Linked DNA regions of Pan troglodytes: region 1 is linked to region 2. A link is a contact called in public HiChIP or PLAC-seq data. All regions are on one chromosome and are shown on one strand. The core of a region is the stretch at or near the end of the contact, and the rest is flanking DNA. Distances in the headings are between cores, read along the strand shown. Region 1 holds the start of LLGL2 (LLGL scribble cell polarity complex component 2). Region 2 holds the start of MRPS7 (mitochondrial ribosomal protein S7).

The links. HiChIP or PLAC-seq counts read pairs in DNA pulled down with a chosen protein or histone mark.
Region 1: a contact with region 2 is called in an H3K4me3 HiChIP or PLAC-seq map of stem cell-derived excitatory neurons, with 3 times the contacts expected there. The contact joins the promoter of LLGL2 here to the promoter of MRPS7 in region 2. A contact is called at or near these places in 1 of 7 Hi-C or Micro-C datasets (stem cell-derived neural progenitor cells) and 1 of 1 datasets of contacts at active chromatin or transcription factors (stem cell-derived excitatory neurons).

What each region holds. Positions count from the first base shown.
Region 1 is chr19:88,522,286-88,527,876 of NHGRI_mPanTro3-v2.0_pri, forward strand. LLGL2 (LLGL scribble cell polarity complex component 2) reads left to right here and starts at 3,181. Exons shown (of 26, transcript XM_523719.6): 1 at 3,181-3,310. TSEN54 (tRNA splicing endonuclease subunit 54) reads left to right here. Exons shown (of 11, transcript XM_063799278.1): 9 at 762-822; 10 at 1,150-1,266; 11 at 1,749-2,222. The coding sequence ends at 1,819.
Region 2 is chr19:88,254,871-88,260,736 of NHGRI_mPanTro3-v2.0_pri, forward strand. It overlaps MRPS7 (mitochondrial ribosomal protein S7), which reads left to right and starts at 1,665. Exons shown (of 5, transcript XM_054670648.2): 1 at 1,665-1,790; 2 at 2,559-2,750; 3 at 2,866-2,929; 4 at 3,399-3,566; 5 at 5,770-5,866. The coding sequence starts at 1,708. It overlaps GGA3 (golgi associated, gamma adaptin ear containing, ARF binding protein 3), which reads right to left and starts at 1,685. Exons shown (of 16, transcript XM_016932925.4): 1 at 1,612-1,685. The coding sequence starts at 1,651.

The sequences.
Region 1 (5,591 bases), core at 1,931-4,430, 270 kb after region 2:
GGAGAGGTAAGGAGGGGTGGAAACTATGACCATACCCTTAAAAAGATAAACAACATGCATGTGGATGGCTTTGCCACCAACTAGCTGTGATCCCAACCTGTTAGATGGGAAAAGGAGGTGCCTTCTTGGCCAAGTGAAAGAAAGGCTTGCTGTCTGCTCTAAGCCCAGGGAACCAATGGGGAAAGAATAAGCTAAATGTGTTAATGGATTCCAAATTACTTAAAGCCTTTATGGGAACACGGTAGATTGTAGGTAACTAGATAGGGTTGCCAGATCAGTTTGATTTGACTTTCAGTATAAATCTAATTTTTCAGTATAAGTATGTTCCAAAAATTGCATGGGATATGCTTATACTAAAAAAAAAAAAAAAAAAAATGTTGCTAGGCTGGACACGGTGGCTCATACCTGTAATCCCAGCACTTTGGGAGGCCGAGGCGGGCAGATCACCTGAGGTCAGGAGTTCGAGACCAACCTGGGCAACATGGTGAAACCATCTCTACTAAAAATACAAAAATTAGCCGGGTGTGGTGGTGCACACTTCTAATCCCAGCTACTCAGGAGGCTGAGACAGGAGAATTGCTTGAACCTGGGAGGCAGAGGTCACAGTGAGCCAAGATCACGCCACTATACTCCAGCCTGGGTGACAGAGTGAGACTCCGTTTAAAAAAAAAAAAGTTGCTAAATCTGACCGTCCTAAACTAGATGGCAGACTGAGAAATGTGACTCCCCTCCCCAGTACCTTGTTTTCTGTGTCCTTGTAGCCGTGGTCCTTCAGCATATCTCTGTGCTGCAGACAACACACCTTCCTGATGGAGGTGCCCGGTAAGTTTCCAAGCAGTGCCGTCTCTGCAGTACCTTGACCGCCAGGAGTTGGTGGTTAGGAACTGGCTCCTGAAGTAGGGTGTAAACTAGAGGACTGTTTCAGGGACTCCTACCCCTAAGCCTAGCTCTGAGCAATAACTAGTGTTCGTGTGTGTCTAGGGAAGAGGGAGAACAACCAGTGGGTTAGCCCAAGGGTTCAGAGCCCCCAACCCTCAAGTGGCACCTCTGTGAGGCTGCTTTCAGGAACTGGTGGAGGGAAAGGGTGGGATGGAAAAGAAAGGTTGGGGAGAAGAGTTCATGTCATAACGTTTCTCATTGTATTGTCAGGCTGTTGGAGAAGTCTGGGGGCTTGGAAATCATCTTTGATGTTTACCAGGCCGACGCTGTGGCCACATTCCGAAAGAATAACCCTGGCAAACCCTATGCCCGGATGTGCATTAGTGGGTACGCAGTGAGCCAGCACTGCCCCTCCCCCAGCTGCTGCCAGTTCTCCTGTGAACCAAGTGGGACTCCTCTGTACTCCCCTGGCCAGCGTGCCAATCTCTGAGAGGAACATGAGATCCAGAGAGGCTAAGTGACCTACACAAGGCCACACAGCCAGTTTGTGCTGCCCTACTCTGAGCTCTTCATTGCTGGCATTTTAGGGTAGTCTTTCTCCAATGCCATTTTAGTCCAGGACTCACCCAGCAGAAGGGATGTGGATTGTGGGGATTTACAGGCTAAGAGTGGTGAGCACCTTGCTCTTCCTAGCACCTCCCTAACCAGTGCTCTGGGGCGCTCTTCATCAGAGCCCTGTGTTTTGGAGACAGAACTCATGGTTCAGAATTCTTGCACCCCAACTCCTTCCGTAGAATCTCTTCTCTGGGAGCCCTAGAGCTTAGGAGTGGGCTATGGCTGGGTCTCACTCTAACCCTTTGTCCCTGCAGATTTGATGAGCCTGTCCCAGACCTCTGCAGCCTCAAGCGGTTATCTTACCAGAGTGGGGATGTCCCTCTGATCTTTGCCCTGGTGGATCATGGTGACATCTCCTTCTACAGCTTCAGGGACTTCACGTTGCCCCAGGATGTGGGGCACTGACGTCACAGCTCTGCAGAGGATGGAGCTTGCTCCGGGGGACCGGGACTGTCTGTTCTCAGGGACCATCTCGGCTGCTTCCTGTACCCAGACTCTAACCTGTAGCTTCAGAGGCCAGTCTGGGCCTTGGCCCTGGGTGTCTGATACTCACAGAGTGAAACTGTGACCCTCTTCCTTCCCTGCTGCCTTGCAGTGACCCCTCTGGAACTCAGGACTCGATTTTAAGGACCCAGGAGGTGGAGCAGAAGAGAGGACTGTGTGCCTTTAACGAGAGGGTGCCTGCTTCGTGCTATAAAGCCAAAGCCATTAAAAATAGATTTCTTTTCTGCTGTTTCTGTATGTACTGGGTAAACCCCTCTCGCCCCCGTCCCGTTGTCAGTGGAACTGCCCCCAGCCCCTCACCCCTGCTTTGCCCACTCAAGGAGATCCGCTTCCTCTGGTGCGGGATCTAAGAGTGAGAGAAGCCCGCGGGATAGCAGGAACGCGACCTCGAACCTTTTGAGCCTTTCCCGGGCCTGCGTCGGAGGGGATGGGACGTCGCAGGCTTCCCGAAGGGAGGAGGGAGGACGGCGCGCCATCGGCCCTTCCCTGGGCGCAGCGGGGTGCGGGTGGCGAGAGGCGCCACCTGGAGCTGGGCGGTGGAGCGCGCTGCAGCCCCGGCCTCCGCGCCCTTTCCGCTCCCGCCTCTCGTCGCTCCAACCTCTTCCCTCGCTTGTGCTAAAAATTCCACCCGCTGTTGCAGACCCTCCGGCCGACACGGAGGAGGTGGGCGCCCCCCCGCCCCCCCCCGAGGAAAGGCGTCTCGCCGCGACGCCCCGGTCCCTACACCATCCCTCTCGTGGGGCTGGAAACCCGGCCCTGCGTCCCCCGGTCACCCTCTCTGGGCTGGGCTCTGGCAGAGGAGCTGGCCCGTATCCGCCCCTCCCTCGGCAGCTGCGGGGAGTTGGAGGGACGGCTCCCCTGGAGTCTGGGAGGCGGCCCGGGACCGCGGGCGTTCCGGGAACTATTTCCGCTTGCGGGAGGCGGCGGGACACTGGGCGCGGCGCGCCGTTCTGCGTCCAGGTGCGCGCAGGTGAGGCCGGGGCGGGCCTGCGGAACCCCGAGGCAGTTCGCGAGGCCCCGCCCCGCGCTTCCCGGGGCCGCGGATTGGCAGGAGCGCAGCCCCCACCCCCGAGGGTGCCCCCGCCCCTGCGGCGCCGAGCTGGGGGGCGGGCCGGGGGCGGGGCGCTGGGCCCCGGCAGGCTCGCCCTTTATGTAAATAGCGCGGCTCCGCCCCAGGCTCGCCGCGCCGGAGGTGAGCAGGAAGGAGACGGCCGCCCAGCAGCCCGTGGGCAGGCGCGGCGGAGCGAGCGGGGCCGGCGGCGGGCGCCGAGGGACGCCGAGGCCTCGGGCGGGGGCTGGCCCGGGGTTCCAGGTGAGATGCGTGCCGGACTTGCCCAGCCGGGCCCGCCCCCTCGGGGCTTCCACCTGGGGCGGGGAGGCCAGGGAGGCCCAGGACCCCTGGGCTGTCGGGCCAGGGCGGGAGGGCTGCGCCCAGGTCCGCGCGCCTCGCCCCTGTCCGCGTCGCTGTGCTGGCCTGGAAGAGAGACACCTGTAGAAAGTTCTGCGGGGAACTTCTCTGCCTGATCTGCGCGATGACTGAAACTTGGGCTTGGGTTTGCACAATAATGTTGGCTTAGGAGAGCAGGAGAACAGGTGCCCGGGCCGGCTGGGTGCGGGGGGCACCGCGGGCAGAGACGGAGTCCCCGGGCCCACGTGCAGGCGCCAGGCCAGCGGGGTTGGCGACGCGCGTCTGCGGTGACCCCCTCCCCACGGGCGGCGGCCGGAGCGCGGTGCCCCGGCGGCTTAGCCCCTGCCCCTGCCATCTGGGCTGTGTCCCTGCCGGCCCTTTGTGCCTCCTAATCCCCGGACGCAGGAAGCCCGCGGGAGGGACTTCGGTCTCCGGCCTTTCTCCAGCTGGGGCGGCTTTGGACACCTTCACATGACAGTGCGGAGACCCAGTCTGCCCTCCATGCTGACGGGTGGGGTTTGCGCTGTGGGATTTGGCGAGAAGTGGAAAATTCTATCTTGCCAAAGAAAGTGTGTCTTAGTTTGTTCCGGCTGGACGATTGGTGGACACACTGGGCCTTGGCTGTGGGGAGAACTGACCTAACCAGGGGAGCTGTAGAGTGGCGCTTTGAGGCTCTCACCTGAACAGGTGAGCGTTGAGTGAGGAGGGCGCCCCTTCCCCTGGGGATCCGTATGCGACTGCGGGCAGCCTTAACCTGGGCTCCAGGGACCCCCTGCTGGAGTTTGTAGTTCAAGAGAACCTTGAGTTCTCTTGAAGGGGCTACAGAGAGGATTCTGAACAGGGAGCGGGCAGGGAGGGAATGGGTGTGTCAAGGTGACAAGGAAACGCTGGTAGGAAGAGCAGAGCTGCCACAGAAGAGCTGTGGCCCAGCCCGGGGGAAGCCAAGGTCAGAAGTGGCAGTTGAGGCTGGGTGCATTGGCTCACAGCTGTAATCCCAGCACTTTGGGAAGCCAAGGCAGGAGGATCGCCTGAGCCCAGGAGTTTGAGACCAGCCTGGGCAACATAGTGAGACCTCGTCTCTACAAATAATAAAAAAAGTTAGCCAGGCATGGTGGCGTGCACCTGTAGTCCCAGCTACTCAGGAGCCTGAGGTGGGAGGATTGCCTGAGCCCAGGAGGTGGAGGTTGCAGTGAGTCATGATGGCGCCACCACACTCCAGCCTGGGGACAGAGTGAGACCCTGTCTCAAAAAAAAAAAAAAAAAAAAAAGTGGCATTTGAGGAAAACTGTCTGGGTCTGTGTGAGCAGAGGCACAAGGAGAACTGTGGGAGAGATGTCTCAGCTTTATTTTATGAACTGGGATTTGGGGTTTAGTTTTCTTAGGCGATCTTCCCACAGTGCTAGCTGTGGCAGACAGAACTCAAACTCAGCTCTTAAGCTTCTAATCAGAGTTCACTCCTTTCCTCTGAAGTTAGACTGGGCCCATCTTTGTGGGGGCTCCTGGACAGGGTTTCCGGAGTCCAGGGTCATTAGGCATCCCCATTCTTCCTTGAGGCAATGGAGTTTCCCCTTTGGTGTCAGATTAATATGCTTTTAATTATATTAAAATGACACTACATTCATAAATAAGAAATAAAATAGAAAAAAGTAACTTTTTTCTCTTTTTTTCTTTTTCTTTTTTTTAAACTAAGTTGACCAAATTCTTTTTTTCTTTAATAATATGTTTTTTAATTTGTAGAGATGGGATCTCACCATATGTTGCCCAGGCTGGTCTCAAACTCCTGGACTCAAGTGACCCTCACACTTCAGCCTCCCAAAGCGTTGGGATTACAGGTGTAAGCCACTGTGCCCAGCTGTTAGTAACTTTTTTTTTTCTTTTTTTGAGGCAGAGTCTTGCTCTGTCACCCAGGCTGGAGTGCAGTGGTGCAATCACTGGGAGATGGAGGCTCACTGCAGACTCGACCTCCCAGGCTCAAGTGATCCTCCCACCTCAGCCTTCTGAGTAGCTGGGACTACAAGCGCGCAGCACCATGCACAGCTAATTTTGTATTTTTTTTAGAAAGGGGGTTTTGCCATGTTGCCCAGGCTAGTCTTGAACTCCTGGGCTCAAGTGATCCTCCTGCCTCCCAAAGTGTTAGGATTACAGGCATGAACTGCCACGCCAGACCCGTTAGTATAAATAACTT
Region 2 (5,866 bases), core at 415-2,914:
ACTCGAGTTTGAGACCATCCTGGGCAACACAGCAAGACCTCATCTCTACTAAACATCAAAAGAATTAGCCAAGCGTGGTGGCGTGTGCCTATAGTCCCAGCTACTCAGGAGGCTGAGGTAGAAGACTTATTTGAGCACAGGGGTTCAAGGCTGCAGTGAGCTATGATCGCACCCCTGCACTCCAGCCTAGACAACAGCGCGCGAGACTCTGTCTCAAAAACAAGTAACAAAAACAAAATGTAACTCTAAATGTAGCCTATTAAACTCAGCTTAGGTCATTTAAATTATTCAATACCCATATTAATACCTTCAAAGCAAACTAATTCCACTGTGGTTATAGCAAGTTAGGCATTTCTGGGCAAGTGGTTTGACTGGAGTCAGGATGTCCTCTTTTTGTGAAATTATGGCAGTAGTGCCTGCTTTGCTAGGATACTTGGTAAACTAATTTAATGAATATCTGTAAAGTACTTTGAGCTCCTTGGAGAACAGTTCCATATATAAAGAAGCCTTATGACCTGCCTGCAACTGCAGATTTTGCAAACGTGATCTTACTTTTTCTCTCTTTTGGGATATGCTCCCCTTTAAACTGAAGCTCAACCTCCTGAAGGGGGTTTCTTACTAGGAAAAATCAGACAATTTGAGGAAATAGCTATCACCTCCAAGATCCCGGAAGCAGTACTAAATAAGAGACCTCAGAACAAGGCAATACTAGGTATCTCACCTATCCCATTACCAGTCCAATTTCTCTCTCCACTTAAAGGAGGCTTCCAGGTCTAGCCTACAGGAAAGTTCACTTATTAACCCTCAGGCAGAGTACTACCTGCTAACCAGGTTAACACACATTTCCTTCGTAGCGCTGTAATTCACAGTGCAATGACAGCAATACGCTTCTATAACTACAGCTTCAGACTGCTCCTCAGCCTTACTCAGAATAGGCTATCAACACTGACTCGTTAGGATGTTCAAGGGGGTATATGTATGTGTGTGGGGGGGGAGTTCCCGACACCGATTTCACCATGCTTCTGTGGTCACTGCAGGAAAAAGGTAGAGCTCTCTGTTCTCTATCATCGCTCTCTTTGGAATATTATTCTCACTTCAAGCATTCTGCCTGAGCGAAGCCGTCACTTCTCCAACACATGGTCACAATTCTGAAGCTGCCAGGCGACTGAACGCAGTCGGCAGCACCCACCACTACCGGAGACTCAGCCCCAATCCGAAGCTTCTCCCTTAGTCAGGGATTGGGGCGCTGGGTTCCTGGAGTCACCGCCAGGCGGCGACCCCACCACAATCTCCCCAAAGCGCCGAAGCATGTCAGCCCGAAGATCTTGGCTGTCGCCTTTCCCCGAGCCTGCGGTGCCCGACGGGACCCCGAATTCACGCCGCCGCGCGCCAGAGCAAGAGGACGCGCCGCAGCGAGGGAAGCGGGGGCCGGACTGGGGCCCCGGCGCCCTGATAGGGAAGGGGCGTGATCGCAGGCTGCTCGCGGCGAGGGCGAGACCGGGCGTGGGCTGCCAAGAGGCAACGCCGTGGAGCCCGGGGAGGGGACGTGGGGGTGAAGACAGGGGCAGCCCAGCGGCTCGAGGGCAGGCAGAAACGGCCGCGGCTACTCACTGAGCCAGGACTCCAGGCTTTCCCCTTCCGCCTCCGCCATATTGCAGCCGCCCGGCCCCGCGGCTTCAAAACTCGCGAGAGTCTGCACGAGCTGAGATGGGGCGGGGCCTGCATGGGGTCCTGAGAGGAGTGAGTGCCGTCACCGAGGGCCGCGCCAGACTGCGACGGATACTGGGAGGGCAAGTGTTTCCTTTTGGCGCTTCCCTTTGGACCCCGGAGTGAAAAACTCTAACGTCCAGATCAGTGCAGAGAAACGCAGATTTAGGACCCTGAGGAGTCTTTTTCACCCGTTTCCCTTCACTCGCTCAGGCGCGCCGAGGGCAGTCCTTGTGGGGTCCTCGTGGCCAGCCAAGATGGCTGCCCCCGCAGTGAAGGTTTCCCGAGGATGGTCGGGCCTGGCGTTGGGCGTGCGGCGGGCTGTCTTGCAGCTTCCAGGGTGAGAGGGTGGCGAGCAGCGGGGGGGCGCTGCGAGGAAGGAAGGGGGCCACAGGCAGGCCGCGTGGGCCCCTAGAGAGAGCACTGCCCTGGGGGCCGGAGTATCTGGATTCAAGCTTCTAAGTTAGCTGCGTGACCCTGGGCCAATCCGAAGGTTTAGTGACTACCTCTCGCCTAAGGAGTCTGGACGATCTAGGGTTCTAACGCGGAGCTGACAGTGCGGTTCAGCTAAAGAGCTCAGAGCTGGGATCGCCTGTGAATTGGGATGGGTGTGTAGGCGCCAAGCCCATCCTTACCGTTAGCACTTGACCAGGAGGAGACTTTACCCGCCTGCTTGGGGAATGTCCTCCTACTTGGGACAAGGGCCTGAATTGTTGTGGCTCAGGTTTAGCTCGCGGTCTCCGCGCCGCTCTCCCTCGTCGGCGCGTTGGCAGTCATGCCTGTTGTTAAGTCAAACCTACTCGCTTGTGGAGTCAGCTTTTGCCTGCCTCCTCCTTTTCCCCCCCTCCCAGGCTAACTCAGGTGAGATGGAGCCGCTATAGTCCTGAATTCAAGGATCCCTTGATTGACAAGGAGTATTATCGCAAGCCTGTGGAGGAGCTAACTGAGGAGGAGAAGTATGATCGGGAGCTCAAGAAGACTCAGCTCATCAAAGCTGCTCCAGCAGGGAAAACAAGTTCTGTGTTTGAAGACCCAGTCATCAGGTTAGATGGAAACAAACACTTGTTACATGGACTGGGACTATCCCAGGGAGGGTTTCTGGTGAGGATTCTGTGATACAGCCTTGGAGAGCTAAACGTGTTGCTTTTCTCTTTGAAGTAAATTCACCAACATGATGATGATAGGAGGAAACAAAGTACTGGCCAGATCCCTCATGATTCAGGTAAACAGCACTTCCCTCCTCAGTCATCTTTCTTGCCCCCCTACCCCGTAGCCTTGTACTTGGTACTTTCAGTGTAGCTTAAGAGCAAATGGATTCATGTATCTATTATTCAGATTAACTTCCCTGCATGTGTACGGGCTTTAATGAAGCCCTGTAGGAGTCAACAACTGCCATTCCTTGGTGTTTCGGAAATAAACACACAATTAAAAAAAAAGGAACAAATGAAAAATAAAACAACTGCCATTCCCCACCTCACCCCCCACCCCCTCCACGCCACAAATCTCAATCCACTCTTTCTGTCCTAGTCTAGCAAAGGGGGAGGCACTTAACTTTGTTTTGGATGTGCTGTGAGAGGAGCTGCATTGCCAGCGCAGAACCAGAGGATGGGAGTAAAGGGCAAGGTACTAGCTTGGCTGGGTAAACCCTTTAGGGAGACTGGGGCAGCCTCTTCCACCATATTCTTTTGCAGACTCTGGAAGCTGTGAAACGGAAGCAGTTTGAGAAGTACCATGCCGCTTCTGCAGAGGAACAGGCAACCATCGAACGCAACCCCTACACCATCTTCCATCAAGCACTGAAAAACTGTGAGCCTATGATTGGGCTGGTACCCATCCTCAAGGGAGGCCGTTTCTACCAGGTGAATGAATGGCCAGGGCAAGAAAGCAGGGCCCTCCACATGTGAAACAAGATAGGTGGTGCTTGGGAGTTGGGTCAAGATTGATAGCTTTCTAGCTGGTGCAGTGGGATTGCACCTGTAATCTCAGCACTTTGGGAGCCTAACGCAGGATAGCTTGAGCTCAGGAGTTAAGAGACAGCAGGGCAACATAGGGAGATCCCGTCTCTACAAAAAAAGCAAAAAAATTAGCCAGGTGTGGTGGTGTGCACCTGTGCTCCCAACTACTCAGGAGGCTGAGGTAGGAGGATCACTTGAGTCCAGGAGGTCAAGGCTGCAGTGAGTTATGATTGCGCCCCTGCATTCCAGCCTGGGCAAGAGAGAGAAACCTTGTCTCAGAAAAAAAAAAAAACGGCTGGGCACGGTGGCTCACACCTGTAATCCCAGCACTTTGGGAGGCCGAGGCGGGTGGATTACCTGAGGTGGGGAGTTCGAGATCAACATGGAGAAACCCTGTTTCTACTAAAAATACAAAATTAGCCAGGTGTGGTGGCGCATGCTTGTAATCCCAGCTACTCGGGAGGCTGAAGCAGGAGAATCGCTTGAACCCAGGAGGCGGAGGGTGCAGTGAGCCGAGATCACGCCACCGCACTCCAGCCTGGCAATAGAGCAAGACGCCATCTCAAAAAAAAAAAAAAAAAGAATTGAGACTGTCACGGTCCACTCGTCTGAGTCCTGTAGCATAAAAATTATAGGCAGAAGGTGGAAGAGAGTGAAGAAGTATCTAAGTGACATCTGGGAGCCCACCTCCCTTCGCCGTCTTCTGTCAAGCATCCTGTGTGTCCTAACCTGTAAAATTCTCATGGCGAGGGACTATTCATATCCTGTCTTTGTATGCCAGTGTTTGGCATAGTGCTTGACCGATAACTGATGCTTCATCAGTGTTTGCTGAACAGTACTAGGTATCTCTTTCATAGCATTTAATTATATTTTATTGTCCTGAGTTTTCTTGTGTTCTCCTTTTTCAATATCAACTCCATGGGGTAGGGACTTCTTCATTATTGTCTGCACTCTCGTGTCTGGCATGGTACTGACGCATAGTGAGGGCCTGACAAATGATTTTTGGACATGGGGTCTTGTTTTTTGGTTTTCTTTAACTGTTTGTATAGGGTCTTTTTGTTTTTAACTTTTTTTTTTTTTTTTTTTTTTGAGATGGAGTTTCGCTTTTGTTGCCCAGACTGGAGTGCAGTGCCGTAATCTCAGCTCTCGGCTCACTGCAGCCTCCGCCTCCCGGGTTCAAGAGATTCTCCTGTCTCAGTCCCTGCCCACCCCAAGTAGCTGGGATTACAGGTGGCCGCCACCATGCCCAGCTAATTTTTTTGTATTTTTAGTAGAGACAGGGTTTTGCTGTGTCTGAAGACTGAAGGGGTCTTGTTTTTAGGTACCTATGGTCTGAGGTGGATTAGTCACCCCAGCTAATGGGGCTTTTCCTATTTGGTTCTTATAACAACTTGGTAGGACTACCATTTAGGAGGGAAAATGGCCAGTGCTTTTCTTCTTTTTCTTTTTCTTTTTTTTTTTTTTGAGACGAAGTCTCGCTCTGTTGCCCAGGCTGGAGTGCAGTGGTGCATTCTTGGCTCACTGCAACCTCCGTCTCCTGGGTTCAAGCATTTCTACCTCAGCCTCCCAAGTAGCTGGGATTACAGGCGCCTGCCACCACGCCCAGCTAATTTTTGCATTTTTAGTAGAGACGAGGTTTCACCACATTGGCCAGGCTGGTGTCGAAATCCTGACCTCAGGTAATCCACCTGCCTCAGCCTCCCAAAGTGCTGGAATTACAGGCGTGAACCATCGTGCCTGGCCTTTTTTTTTTAATATATGGAGACAGGGTCTTGTTGTATTGACCAGGCTGGTCTTGAACTCCTGGGCTTAAGCGATCCTCCTGCCTCAGCCTCCCAAAGTGCTGGGATTACAGGTGTGAACCACAGTGCCGGGAGAGGCCAGTGCTTAATTAGTATTTGCTGAATGAACGCCTCTTATGTCTGCTACACTGGGGTCACCTGAAGGTGAGGGAAGCTCAAAGAAGAAAAGACAGGCCCTTCTCCCCAGGCCTGACCAGGGCTGGTCCAGAGGGAACATGTGGCTACTCCTTAGAATTCAGGGAGGCAGGAGGCCCCAAACCCTGGCAGACTCTTGGACCAACTTGCCTATGTCCTGTCTCACCCAGGTCCCTGTACCCCTACCCGACCGGCGTCGCCGCTTCCTAGCCATGAAGTGGATGATCACTGAGTGCCGGGATAAAAAGCACCAGCGGACACTGATGC